2 separate regions of the Lactuca sativa genome follow, and region 1 is linked to region 2. Evidence: chromatin contacts called from public Hi-C data. All regions are on one chromosome and are shown on one strand. The core of a region is the stretch at or near the end of the contact, and the rest is flanking DNA. Distances in the headings are between cores, read along the strand shown. Region 1 holds the start of LOC111891482 (phosphoglycerate mutase-like protein 4). Region 2 holds the start of LOC111891480 (CDPK-related kinase 5).

Region 1 (7,685 bases), core at 1,039-3,538, 580 kb before region 2:
GCACTTGCAGATGTAGGAATAAAACTGTTGAATGAGAAGGTGTCAAGAGTAGATTTAGAAACCGGAATTTTTCAAGAAGTCGAAACAGAAGGGACAAATTCTGAAGCGTTGACACGGTTTGCCAGATTGCTTTGTGAGGAGCGAAAGCATCGCCAAAGTAAATAATTTGTACTATTTTGCTATCATAGTGTTGAACATAAGGTGGTTGTTTAATTATTTTGAACTCAAAGTAGTAGGATTAGTGATGAGTTTACGGGACTAGTCCTGAGGATTTAAAAATCCTCAAATTCGCTGGACGAGTCAGAAAAAATGGTCCTTATCGTTATTATAAGTTTTTATATACATATATAATATAATAAAAAATTGGGCCACAAGAAAAGTATTAGGCCCTATGCAACTGTCTACTTTGCCCTTCTCTGAAAGCCTCCGTGTGAGTTTGTATAATTAAAAATTCCTTTATTTTTTATTTTATTTATTTATTTTTTAATACAATCATGTAAATTTTTTGCATTCGATGGATTTGAGTAGGCCTAACAATGGAGTGGATTTTGACCCTGATTTAATCCAAACCCTTAAGAATTATATGGGTTTGAAACATAGTTTTTGATCCATTTACCCGCTAACGATCCGTACCAGCTAACCCTTTTGTTAAAAGGGTCGGATGTGGATCATCACCGATCCGCTCCGTTTATAACCCGTCCCATATAAATTTTAGAATTATACATTTATATTTTATATCGCCTAAAGTTTACTTTTAATCTCAATCAAAAGTCTGAAGGGAAAAGGCTAAAGACCAAACTATTTTTACATAGGACTTGAGGACTCGACTTCTAGACTTCTAGTTTTCTACCAATAATCATGATGTAATATCATCTATATTTCATAAAGCAACCACCAATTTTATTTATAATTCAATAAAGTTATTTATCAACCAGGATAAAGTTTGTAGTTGCTATTCTCTATCAATGCGATCGACGGTCAAAAACTAATTAGAAGTTACTACAATAATGATTTCAATTCCAATTGAAAGTCGTTAAGTACGTAATGCGTTTTCTAAATCAACATACGTTTTATTTAATAAATGTTATTTTAAGAATTAAGTAAAATGCGTTTGATTATTCAAAAAAACCTACAGGTTACGGGTCAGGTTTGGATATTTGTTGATTCGGTGGATAAGGGTTTCTATTTGATTATTCAAAACCATACAGGTTACAAAACGTGTTTGTGTCACACCCTAGGACCAGACGACGGAAACGTCCGGAGGCGGGTGACCTCATTGTGCAGTATCATAACAATTGAATATAAATGAAATAGAGTAATCCAAACATCAGATAACAAACTTACATTGTTTATACATTGTATTTGTCCATCAAATTTCACAAAAGAGACATAAGCAGAAAAATTCCAAACTACAGCTAAATAGTCCTGCATCCGTGTCCCATTTCACCTGCTTACTAGATCCCTGAGAATACAAGTCGTTTTAAAAAGCGTCAACTAAAAAGTTGGTGAGTTCATAAGCATTTTTATATAAAATAGTTTCACACTTGTTTAAAATCGTTCTCATTGCATTTTCAGAAAATCCGATATTTTCTATGAAATCGTTTGAAGCCTTGCATGGAAAATCATGGTATTTATATGCATGTCGTTATTTTGGTTCATCCTTATAAGGAGTAAGAAAGTTGACTTAATAATTTTACTGCTATAAAATATTGAATTTGCCCCAAACTTCTAAAAATAACAAAGAATCGTTTGAGTGTAATTTATATTGTTAAAAAGGTATACTACCCCTCCTATATAACATATACAACTATATTTTTTTATTTTTCTTATAATATTTCATTCTATTTTAATATTGATGATTACATATTTTTTATATTAAAGGGTGCATGGTATGGGATGAATGGTGGCAGATAGTGGGGGCGGTATCTCCGGTACCATCAGTGGTATTCTATGAATGTGAGAGACGCACCGGTAAGAGTTTGACCGGATGATGAACAATCTTGATCCACTCATTCTCTCTCTATGTGAGATCTCAATTTGTACCATATGTTTCAATACATGAGTGGATTGAAAAAGATGATTCTGTATGTTGAAGATTAAAGATGAAAGTTGATAGGAAAGAAAAAAACTGAATAATGAATTTAAACAAAATGTGAAGTAACAAGCGGCCATAACCATAATGAACAAAAGTTTTGAAAGGGGTTGTAATGAATTTATAACAAACACCAGGGTGTCATCTGTAATATCAATTGAGTAGCTTGTAACTTGTAAACTGTTTAAAGTTTAAACAGACCTAATTCCGATGAAAGGGGAATGAGTACACTGTGCACTTGGTGTCATTTAGAATCATCAGCCATTTCTCTGCCACCATTGATCTCTCGTCACAGTATTGTAAAGCTTTCAAACCTTCACGGATCCAACAACCGGAATCGGATCCTGTGGTGGCCAAGAACACAGTTCGTAAGCTTCTCCGTCTCGCTTCAACCAATCCCTCTTCTTCTCACGGCTGTCTTTACTTTAATGGCAGATACTCATTCCAGGTGAGTATAACAGTTAAGCAAATATCATCTACATATGATCGATACAGGTTATCATGTATGTATTGATGTGTGGATTGGTGTACACACATTTCGATAATTTCTAGGGCATTATGATCTTTTAACTTATCAACTCTTCGTACTCTCCTTTCTTATCGCAGTGGTGATGCTGAACTCAGTTCTGTTGATCGGAATTTTACTGAGATCGTAGTTGTGCGTCATGGTGAAACGGAGTGGAATGCCGAGAAAAGAATCCAGGTTTTATCGAACTTCTAACTTGGATGTAATTGTTTAATAGTTAGTGATCAATTAGTAACTTTCCCCTTTTAATTGATACATAGTTGTTTATGACCAATATGCCTCTAGTAATCTGATCTCCTTGCAAATACCTAATCTGTTAATCCATCACAAAATGTAGTGTGATGAGGTCCTAATTTTTGTTCCCCTGTGCTAAGTATCTTTCATACATGTATACATACTTATGTGTAAATACATAAACCACATCTTCATTTGATTATTGAGCAAATTGAGCAAATCCATCATCTTTTAAGGAAGTCATTTGTTAATTAAGCTTTGGAAAGAATAGAACAGATGAACCTTTTCCTATAGTCTTTCATGGCTCTTCTAAGAATTTTCATTCTTTACGTTGACCAGGGACACTTAGATATTGACCTAAATGATGTTGGGAGACAACAAGCAGTTGCAGTAAGTTACATCTTATAATGTGAACATGCATCATTCTATTACTATTTATTTACATAATGCTTTTTAGTTTTTACTCAAACTTTTTTTGTTAAATTAAAAATCTTATTATCTTAAAGGTGGCTGAAAGATTAAGCGGAGAATCCAAAATCTCTGCCATTTATTCTTCAGACCTGAAAAGAGCTCTTGAAACTGCTGAAACAATAGCAAACAGATGTGGTGGGCTTCAGGTATGATTCCAAATTTCTAATTCCCACTTATAAATTCTTCACATACTTTTTAAAATCATTCAAAAACCATTTTTCACAACTAAACTATTTTATTTTAGGTTATTCAAGATGAAACCCTTAGAGAGAGACATTTAGGTGATCTTCAAGGTCTTGTATATAGTGAAGCACCAAAAATTAAAACCAAAGCATATGAAGCTCTTCAATCTCGACACACTAACGTTGAAATTCCTGTAAGTACACACTTCATTTGTGAAAATAAAAATAAAAATAAAACACATTAATGTAAATATATTGCTATTATGGGTAAAGAAATGTAAAAAAAAATAAATTACATTGTCTATATTGGTAAAAAGAGTAAAGTATGTTTCTATTTTTAGCAATTTTCCCTTTTAATCTATTATTTGTACAGGGTGGTGGTGAAAGTCTAGATCAACTCTATAAACGTTGCACATCTTCATTACAAACAATTGCTAGTAAACACCGAGGTAATAAACTATAAAACGAGAAACCACAGGGACCATTTTTGCACTTTTGTGTATATATTAATTACCAAATATGGTTTGTGCGTGGAAGTTACTATTCATTTTGATTTTTTACTTTTTCCAGAACAAAAATGACTAAATCCAAATCACATTACAACTTTTACATTTAGGGTATGTTTGGCGTACTAGCTGAAAAGCTGGCTGGTAGCTGAAAAGTTAGCTTTTAAATAAAAAGTTAACTGATAGCTGAAAAGCTATCTGATAAAAAATGATGTTTGGTAAAACTAGCTGAAATATATAAAATTACATAAAAGGACACGTGAGAGTATGTGTTTCTATAATTAATTAAGGGGTGTATTTGGAAATTTTTAAAAAAGCTCCTAAAAAGCTAGTCTAAGTAGTTTTTCAAAAAGCTAGCTTATAAGCTACTTTTTGGCTTACCAAACACGACAACATAAAAAACTCGAAAAATAAGCTAGCTTATCTGCTAGCTGTGGCGCGCCAAACACAGCCTTACAACGTATAATATAAGACACAATATAAACATCTCTCTGGAAATTTTGAACAGTTTTCAAAGTTAAATTGTTGGTATTTTATAAGTTGCGATTTTGTTCCCTACTATATTTTAAAGTTACGCTTTTTGTCCCTTACATAATTTCTTTTTATAGATTTCGTTTTTATTAATTGCAAAGGAGTTCTCTACCACAATGTACGGGGTGAATTAAACACTAGTTTATATCAAATTACAAATTTGGTGCGTGTGCTTTGCTCAAATTTCCAAGTTAAGTCCAAAATTTTGAAATCTTTGCAATAATCGTCCTTAAGTTTGCATTTGGTTGCGGATATAGTCCCTCCAACAACCAAATACAAGTCTTCAAAGAAATAAAGTCCATGGGCTAAATACACTATTTAATGTAAGCTTAAGGAAGATCTCAAAAAATGGACCAAACTTGTGATTTTGTGTAAAGTACAAGGACCAAACTTGTAACTTATATATAATATATTTTATTTTGACAGGAGAGAGGGTGGTGGTGGTGACACATGGCGGTGTGATCCGGGCACTTCACCAGCGGGCTTATACAGGAAGCGGGCAGCGGGCAGGAAGGATACTGAATGTTTCGGTCAATGTTCTTCACTTATCAGATCCTGACCGATGGGTGATCAAGTCATGGGGGGATGTGAGTCATCTTAATGGGGCTGGGTATTTGGATTCGGGTTTTGGTGGTGATAGAACTTCGGGGTAGTTTTGTCATTTTCTACATTGAATATTTTAATCATGAATAATAGATTGATTTACAATATTAAAAAATTTTAAAATCTTGGAATTATTGGAACGAATTAATGTTTGAAATTGATTTGTGTGTGATCCCATTAGTTGGGGGAATAATGATTTGGTTGAAAGAAATTAGGTCGACATTGACCTTCGCACATGGTTACATATGGATATGACTTGGACTATTCTCGTGCTTTAGTGTCAGAAGTTTTCCCAAAATGAATTAATATATTTTAGCTGTAATTTTATAAAAAAGTTTTTTTTTTTATTTTATTTTATTTTTTTTATTTTTTATTTATCAATATGTTTTTTTTAAAGATAAGAGAAAGAGCTTATAAAATCCTGAATCCATTTTGTTCCTTAGTGATTCTTTGTAACACTTTCCTGATTTGGGACTTAAATGAGTCAAGGAGTGTTGTGAGATTAGGAAAATATCTTTGAGTTGTAAAAGTATTGCATGTAGTTATCCACTAATAGACTTGCTTTTTCTAAAGCCTTGTTCTAGTGGTTGTGAGATTTTATCAAGTAAACTAACACTCCTTGGATCATTTTCTTTAAAATTGAATTCAAATGTTACTTAGGTGCATCCATAACTAACTTGTATTTCTAACTTATACTCCAACACCTTCTCATAAAAACTATTTGTTTGGATTGCATGACCTCGTTGAATTGACGTGTAACATTTCATCCTTTTATCAACACTTTGGCATCATCAACGTGTTGTTTTGGTTACACACTGTATTTTTAGCATTATAAAATAAAAGTTACAAAAAATAATAAATTAACCAATAATGTAGTAACATTTTTATAAAAAAGTAGAAAAGATTACAAATTTGGTCAATGTGGTTTACTCTTTGGTTTCCGTGGAATGACTTTTAAAACTATGGATATGGTATTTTCGGCCTAACTTTATTGAGGATTTGGTCTGTGGAGATGACTTCCGTTAAATCTCATCCGCTAAAACACCCCATGAGCCTCTTATGTGAGGGAAAATTGTCTTTTCATCTTTGTCGCTAAAACACAATAATGCCTGTAGTCACGCTTATACCTCTTAGGTTTTAGTTGGCCTTTCATTTTCTTTCTCATACATTCTTATCCTTAAACCATATAAAACCCTCACTCTAAATAGCATTCTAGATCATCACAACCACATTTGTTTAAAGATGGTTTTTCAAATGTAGACAATTCGACCACTAAGACAATATTTTGATACGAGAGCCACATATGGTTAGTTCTTTAGTCTTTTATTAATGAGTTGATTATCAATAAAAAATGAAAAAAATGATTGTAGTAAGGAAAGTTACTAATTTCCTTTTTCTTTTTTGTATTTTGTCTTGACAAAGAAGCAAATCTTTACATGTTTTCTATAGAGCTTCATGGTGGGAAATTCACAATATTATGAGGATAGACAACTTAGGTACATTGATGTAACACATCTTCAGATTCTCTGTATATAATTCTTGTTAGTGCAAAAAAATTAATAATAATAATAAAATAGTTAAAATAAATACATTTATTAACTATTATGATTTATAAGTCAAGGGGGGTGTTGTGTCATTTTTCAAAAGTTGATTTGAAGAAAGAATTAAAGCTGGGGTGGGTTCCATTTGCATGGAAAATATAACTCCCGATTTTTAGGTAAATTTCTTAAATATAAAGTGTTAATTGATTTTGTGAGTTGGCCTAGTACGCTGGGCGTAATTATGGTACATTGGGCGTACCATGGCGAAACTTGGACACGAGGCTTTCCTCCTAGTACGCTGGGCGTACATGAGCCAGAGGCAAACCCTAAATTTTAGAGTTTGAACCCTATTTAAGCACCTTATGCCCCATGGTTTCTCTCATTACCATCCTTCATTGTCCCCAAAGCATTATCTCGAATCCCTAATCCCTTTTTAGAGAATTTGAGCCTTGTATGTTCGTTTTGGTGTGTTGGTGCATCTTGAAGAAGAAGAACTCATTGGAGGAGGATTAGTTTGCTTGGAGCTTGTAAATCTAACACTGGCAAGCTTCTGGAGGTATAAAGCTTCAAAATTTATGACTCCTTAGCTTAAATCTAGATTTGAGATTTTATTTGGTATATTTTGGTCCCTTGGTTTGGTTCTTGTGAGTAGAAGTTACTCTAGAACTTGTATTGGTCATTTCTTGGCATTTTTGGAGTTGTAGAATCATAAAAATGACATCTTTATGGGTTAAGCTCAACCATGCATGAAATAATGGTCTTAATATGAAGTTAGAGTGTTAGAAATGCATGTTGGTCCTCTTTGAGCCATGCACATGCATCAAGTTGATGACTTTATCGTTTAAGACGTTTCCCTTGAGCAAGAGCTGTGTTTTGGATGTCTGTACTTAAGCATTAAGTGCTTAATAAGAGTTTTTGCATTTTGAGTATGCGGGGGGTACAAAGGTGTACACTCAGCGTACCACGATTGAGCCCTGATTCCCTTTCGATGTGAAGCTT
Region 2 (7,213 bases), core at 1,138-3,637:
TTCTAGATCTGCGTCTGTGGAATAGAGCTCTCTCAACCTATCCCATATAGCCTTCGCTGTGTCACATGAACTAACAAGACGAAAGGTATCTGCTTGCAAAGCGAATCTGATGAGCCTCATTCCTTTAATGTTGCTCATGAGTTTGTCTTTTTCATCTTGAGGCACATCCTTCACACCAAGAAGCAGTTGGTTGTATTCTTTCTGGGTATTGATTTTTCTTTTGGTCTTTGTGTGAACAAACAGACCTAGAGTGTTTGCTTTCCAGATCATATAACCATTATCCTCTGAACCTAAAACATAATCTTCAACGTGCAGCGCCCAGACTTCATATTCGTGAGGAAAAAGAATCGGGATTCTGGTTGTTAATCCGATGCTGCTTGAGATATTCAAGGATTTGATGTTTGAATCGTCGTTCTGCATGGTGAGTCCTTAAGGGGTTAAGTGTTTCTAATTAGCCCTGATCGTCATTTTATGTGAAAACCCTAATTGTGTTGGGTTTTGAGTTGGGCCATTCTGTTGGGCCTAGATGTTTGGACCCATGATGGGCCATCTAATAACAAGAATATGGAGTATAGAATTTGGATGGGCTTTAGAGTAAGGCCCATGTGAAGGGTTTGGGCCCAATTTGGAAAACTGGGCCATATATTAGGCTTTGGTTCATTGTTTGACTTTTGGGCATTTGGAATTTTGAGTTTGGGCCTTGGGCTTGGGTCAAGCTAGGTTGGGGGTAAAGTAGACTTTTAGCCAAGCATGGACTTATGTTATGTATTGGAACCCAATTATTAATTGGGTGCTGTTTTGATGTTGACAGTTCGGGAATCTGTCATCCAGCAGCTAGAGTTTTATCTGGGGGACTTCAGCAGTGTGAGGTGAGTTACCTTCCAGTAGAAGTGGGTCGAAGGCATCAATGTCGGCCCACTAGTAGCTGATCATAGTAAAGATGATTGTCTTTATGATAATTGTCTGGTATGCCACTATCTATTATGCATTGTGTGCTAGTATGTTATGATATTATGTGATAGTGGTAGGAGGGGTGGGATAGACCCCGTTATCGGTCGAAAGGACCGAAGGGGTAGACCAGCACCCAGATATGGTAGGCAGTATGTGACTCATGTGTTTATGTACTCGGATGATATGTGGTAGTAATAGGGGGTGAAATAGTCCCCATTACCGGTTGAAAAAGACCGTAGGGGTAGACCGACACCCATATATGCTATGCAGTTACCGGTTGAAAGAGACCGAAAGGGTAGGTCAACACCCTGATATGCTAGGCGGTTACCGGTTGAAAGAGACCGAAGGGGTAGGCCAGCATCCGAATATGGTAAGTAGTATGTTATTGTATGATATGTTATATGATGGGGGAACTCCCTAAGCTTCGTGCTTACGGTTTTTAGTTTTGGTTTCAGGTACTTCTTCTTCCAAAGGAAAGAGCCGACATGATCACAACGTATTACACTATGTTTTCCGCACATGAGATCTTTGAGATTATACTCTCATGATGTTCATTATGACATGTTTTGATTATTGACATATTGGTTTTGATATGGGATGACACTATAGATGTTTTTATACTATCGGTTTTTATATTAACTTAATTAAAATGAAATTTTTAGCCTTGAATTTTAGGATGTTACAAATCTTTGATTATCAATTTTAACCATTTGAATATTTGACTATGACGAATAAATTCAATCCAATTGAACCTTCAATTATCGATTTTATCCATTTGAATATTTAATACGTCGGTGTTAGCTTAATTGGATTCATCCAATTCTCATCTGAATTTAGATTCAGTTATAAACAATCAAAATACATTTGATAACTTATTATATAAACATCCACTTCAAAATACAGACATCAACATATCAAAATTCAATCAAGAAAATAAAGCTATTTAAACATATTTTTTAAACTTTTTATTGTAGTTTTATTTTAATTTTTTATTACTTTTTGCACAATATACGTATTAATAATATCATATTAATTGAATAATAAATTTTTGATAATTGAATGGATTAAATTGGTTAGTAATTGAATGAGTTTACTGTTCAGTTTTTAATTGCCATCATTATCTCTCAACAATAGACTGGTCCAATTTAAATAATGAAAATTTAAGCCCAATTGTTATTGGATGTCAAATGTTTGTTAATGATTTTTTTATTCAATTAACCGAAAGTTATTTTTTTAAATTGAAACCATATTCTTTAAAGTTAAAATAAAACTAACATAACATATATTTCTACATATAAGTTATTTTATTTATAAATTATAATAATCAATTAATTTTTTAAAATACACAATGAAATGAATGCTTCAAAAAAAGAGTACCGTTTTATGTACTTTGATTAATTTACTTAAAGAAACAAATAAATAAATCACAAACTTCAACAAAAGCAGAAAACACACACTCTCTCTTTCTCGCTTTCTCTCCTTTCCTTTTTATCACCATTTACAGATCTCCATCATCTCTCTCTCTCTCTCTCTCTCTCTCTCTCTCTCTCTCTCCAACAGCTAAGACAAAATTGCAGTAAACCCTAGACCAAATTCAAATATCTTATCGAATCTAATCACTTTCAAATTCTTGTATCATACAATGCTTCAACAAAGCTAGGCTTTTTTCTTCTTTTTCTCAGTGAAAATTTGTTAATTTCCTATTTGGGGGTGGAGATTTGCAGAACCCCCAAATGGGTAGTTGCAGCTCTAAACCCTCGACAGGATCCAAATTTTCCGGTCATTATGATATCGATATTCCGGTTAAAGATAATAATGAGAAAGAGGTAGAAGAAACAACGACGACGACGACGTCTAAGAAGACCACAAAGGACGAAATTGAGGTAGGGAAGAAGTCTCCATTTTTTCCGTTTTACAGTCCGAGTCCAGCTCACAATTGGTTCTCGAAAAAATCATCTCCGGCGAAATCTCCGGCGCCTAATGCGAGTTCTAATTCTACTCCGAGGAGATTCTTCCGGCGACCGTTTCCTCCCCCGTCTCCGGCGAAGCACATTAAGTCGGTGTTGGCGAGACGGCATGGCTCGGTGAAGCCGAACGAGGCGGCGATACCGGAGGGAAATGAATCGGAAGGGGTTTCGGGATTAGATAAAAGCTTTGGGTTTTCGAAGCATTTTGGGAGCAAATACGAACTTGGTGAAGAAGTCGGAAGAGGGCATTTTGGATACACTTGTAAAGCTAAGTTCAAGAAAGGGGAACTTAAGGGTCAAGAAGTTGCAGTCAAAGTTATCCCGAAGTCAAAGGTTCGTTGATTCAATTTCCTTTTGATTGATTTGCTCATCACTAATTACGTCGGATCAAGCTTCTTCTTTTGATCCGTATGCTACAGTGATCAGATCTGAAGTTGATTTGATTTGATTGGATCATATGAGCATTCAATTATTACTTTTCTAATCCCAATTGTTGACTTTCAGAGTTCTCGATCAACTTCTTTTTAGGGTGAATAGACCCAATCTAACTATAATCGAAACATGTCAATTCTACAGATGACAACAGCCATAGCCATTGAAGATGTGAGAAGAGAGGTAAAGATATTGCGAGCTTTAACAGGACATAACAACTTAGTGCAATTTTACGATGCATATGAAGATCATGAAAAAGTCTATGTTGTGATGGAGTAAGAATCCGATCATACATTCAAATCTTCATTCTATGTTTCTTAACTATTCCGCAACTTAAATTTATTATTATTTTTTTTGTAGGTTATGTGAAGGAGGGGAACTCTTGGATAGAATACTTTCAAGGTAACATTTTTTATTGCTTTCAAGCGTCAAACACATATAAACTATTGGGTTTTAATTTTAAATTTATTAAACGAATTTATTTTTTCAGAGGTGGAAAATACACAGAAGATGATGCGAAATCAGTATTGATACAAATATTAAATGTTGTTGCGTTTTGTCATCTTCAAGGTGTTGTACACCGAGACTTAAAACCAGAGGTGACACTTTTACTTAATATGGATAAAGTTTGAATCTTTTTTATCACTCAAGTCAAAAGTCAACACCATTATTATCCATTGGTGCTAAAATTTTGTTCTATGCTTCTTGTTTTCTAATATGAACTATAGAGTTTTATCACATCATATAGTTTATTGACTCATTCTCTATTCCCAAAAGAAAAAAAAAAATACATTGTTTGACTTCCCACATAAGTTTACAAGAATTGTTTGACTATAATATATATCATTTTCTTTCTACAATTCCCATTTAACAATTTTCAATCTTTGCATCAGAATTTCTTGTTTACATCAAAGGATGAAAACTCGCCTCTTAAAGCCATAGATTTTGGTTTATCAGACTTTGTGAAGCCCGGTATTTTCTCTCTCTACATATACATACATGTTTGTGTATGTATATATTGTCTCTATTGTCTATTGACTCTATTCCTTCTTGTTATCGTTTTCTCTTTTTGATTTTTATGTGTTGATGTTTTGTTTTTTAGATGAAAGGCTTAATGATATTGTTGGGAGTGCGTATTATGTTGCTCCTGAAGTTCTACATAGATCATATAGTACTGAAGCAGATGTATGGAGTATTGGTGTTATAGCTTATATTCTTTTGTGTGGAAGTCGCCCTTTTTGGGCTCGATCTGAATCAGGAATCTTTAGAGCTGTTTTAAAAGCGGACCCCAGTTTTGATGAAGCTCCTTGGCCTACTTTGTCATCTGAGGCCAAAGATTTTGTCAAAAGATTGTTGAATAAGGATCCTAGAAAAAGAATGACAGCTGCCCAAGGCCTCAGTAAGTGTCCCCCACAATTTACCTTTTTGCCCCTATGGATGACTTTTACTTAAAGATATGACATGACATGATACAACACGTTGTACTATGTTTGACCTTCATTTGACTGGTAGTGGCCTAGTGGGAATGAGAATGATGTCGATGCGACAAAATTTGCGATTTTTTGTCCCACTCAAAAAGGTGGGACAGGGACTCATATGACTTGTCATGACTGAATAGGTTCCACAGTGTAACCTATTCTGTCATGACGGAACAACAGAATAGGTTCCACAGTGTAACCTATTCTGTCATGATCATGATAGAATATCAGAATAGGTTACACTGTGTAACCTACTCTGTCATGACAGAATGGGTTACCCAATGTAACCCATTCTGTCATGACATGTCATATGAGTCTGTGTCCCACCTTTTTGAGTGTGACAAAAAGTTGTACTTTTTCCCACTTACATCAGTCTGAGTCTCAGTTTAATGCATGTCAAACACAGTGTAACTTACACAGTGTTTGACTGATGTAAGGGTGAAAAAGTACAACTTTTTGTCACACTCAAAAAGGTGGGACAGAGACCCACTTTTGATCTCTTGCTTAAAAGACGTAAATGCCCTTTTCATCTTTATTATCAGAAGAAAGCTTATCTTGAATTGATTATGATATGATATGGTTTAGGTCATCCATGGATTAGAAATACTACTAATGAAGTGAAAGTGCCTCTTGACATCTCCATATTGAGACTCATGAAGGCTTATATGCGTTCTTCTGCCCTTCGTAAAGCTGCTTTACGGGTATTTATTTATTTTTTTAATTTTCTTTTGATGAATGTTGAGAATTATTATCTTGTTTTCATTATTTGGATAATTTCGTGTTAAATTTAGTCTTTTTTTTTCCCCTCAAAATTTGCAGGCTTTATCAAAGACATTGACTGTAGACGAGTTGTTTTATTTAAAGGAGCAATTTTCTTTGTTGGAGCCGAGCAAAAACGGATCCATAAGCATGGAAAATATCAAAGCAGTGAGTAACTGTTCCATAAGTTCATTTAAATATATTAAAAAAATATCAATATACTTTCATTTATTTGTTTATTACTTTCATCAATTTCTATTACACCATTGTAATTTCAAAACTCTTATCAAATTATGGCATTCTGCTTTCGATTGTTTTTAGCACATTGTATTTTGAAAAATCTACTCTATAAATTTATAATGGTGAAAATAGTTTTCTATATAATTTGGTAGTTTTTCAAACTATAATGTTTGTAATATGAATAAATGATAATAATAAACAAATAAACAAAAGTATGTTTCTATTTCCTATATATAACTTTTAACCCCTAAAATTGTAACCCTTTTTTTTTTTTTTTTACATTTTTCAGGCGTTGATGAAACATGCTACGGATGCCATGAAGGAGTCACGTGTCCATGATTTCCTAGCATCGGTATGTCATTCGATAAAAAAAAAACATTACAAATCTGCCATTTTACTTAAATACCCTCGCATCATCAATTCATCATGCATGTGTTCTTATTATAATAACAGCTTAGTGCGCTTCAATATCGAAGGATGGATTTTGAAGAATTTTGTGCAGCTGCAATAAATATCTATCAACTTGAGGCTCTTGAAAGATGGGAACAACATGCTCGTTGTGCCTATGAACTCTTTGAAAAAGATGGAAATCGAGCCATCATGATTGAAGAACTCGCCTCTGTAAGTTTTATTCGTACCAATTTTTTAAATCTAAGGGTCTGTTTGATATGATGGAATGGAAATGAATGATGGAATGGAATGGAATGAGTTGTTACATTCCATTATCATGTTTGGTTGACTAGGGAAAGAATGGAATGAATCATTTAAACATGTTTGGTGTTGACAATTTGAAAAGGTGAAAGAAATTAAATTGATAAAGAAAGATAAAGTTGTTAATTTATATGGATCAAAGAAAGAAAGATGTATTGCTGACTAAATTATATATATTATATATACACATGTTTCATGTGTTTGAAAATATATAGTATGTGTATTTTGAAAAGTCAAAGAAGTTTATTTATTACTTTAAACAATTGTTTACAAGAATAAATAATTTAAATACCAAGAAATCAAAAAATATATGTTTTTTTGAAAAATAATAAAATAAACAATTTAAATTATCTTTAAAATATTTTTTAATCCATTATTGTTATTGAAGTTTATATAAAAATATAATTTATATATTCATTTCCAGTCCAATGCATTTGACTTGACTAATGTTTATGGGACAAAAAGTTGCAACTTTTGTCACATCGACATTTTTCTTAGACCCAGTCCAATGCATGCCAAAAGCAATGCAATATGTTCTGTAAAAGGACGAAAAATTTATTTTTCGTCCCATTGACATCTGTCTGAGTCTAATGCATGTCAAATGCAGTATAACGTGTTCTGTCATGTCATGTACTGTCTAGACAAAGAAACTAACGATAGTTGTACAGGAACTTG

What was found. A called contact is a pair of places that touch in the nucleus more often than the background predicts.
Region 1: a Hi-C map of leaf shows a contact between it and region 2, with 5 times the contacts expected there. The contact joins the promoter of LOC111891482 here to the promoter of LOC111891480 in region 2. A contact is called at or near these places in 2 of 4 Hi-C or Micro-C datasets (both in leaf).

What each region holds. Positions count from the first base shown.
Region 1 is chr4:370,225,951-370,233,635 of Lsat_Salinas_v11, reverse strand. LOC111891482 (phosphoglycerate mutase-like protein 4) reads left to right here and starts at 2,288. Exons shown (of 7, transcript XM_023887542.3): 1 at 2,288-2,540; 2 at 2,699-2,795; 3 at 3,192-3,242; 4 at 3,359-3,469; 5 at 3,568-3,699; 6 at 3,879-3,954; 7 at 4,969-5,356. The coding sequence starts at 2,314. The coding sequence ends at 5,195. It overlaps LOC111891490 (patatin-like protein 2), which reads left to right. Exons shown (of 6, transcript XM_023887550.2): 6 at 1-397. The coding sequence ends at 165.
Region 2 is chr4:369,643,426-369,650,638 of Lsat_Salinas_v11, reverse strand. It overlaps LOC111891480 (CDPK-related kinase 5), which reads left to right and starts at 2,387. Exons shown (of 11, transcript XM_023887540.3): 1 at 2,387-3,251; 2 at 3,495-3,625; 3 at 3,711-3,752; 4 at 3,841-3,949; 5 at 4,244-4,322; 6 at 4,453-4,749; 7 at 5,414-5,529; 8 at 5,648-5,755; 9 at 6,117-6,179; 10 at 6,281-6,448; 11 at 7,207-7,213. The coding sequence starts at 2,685.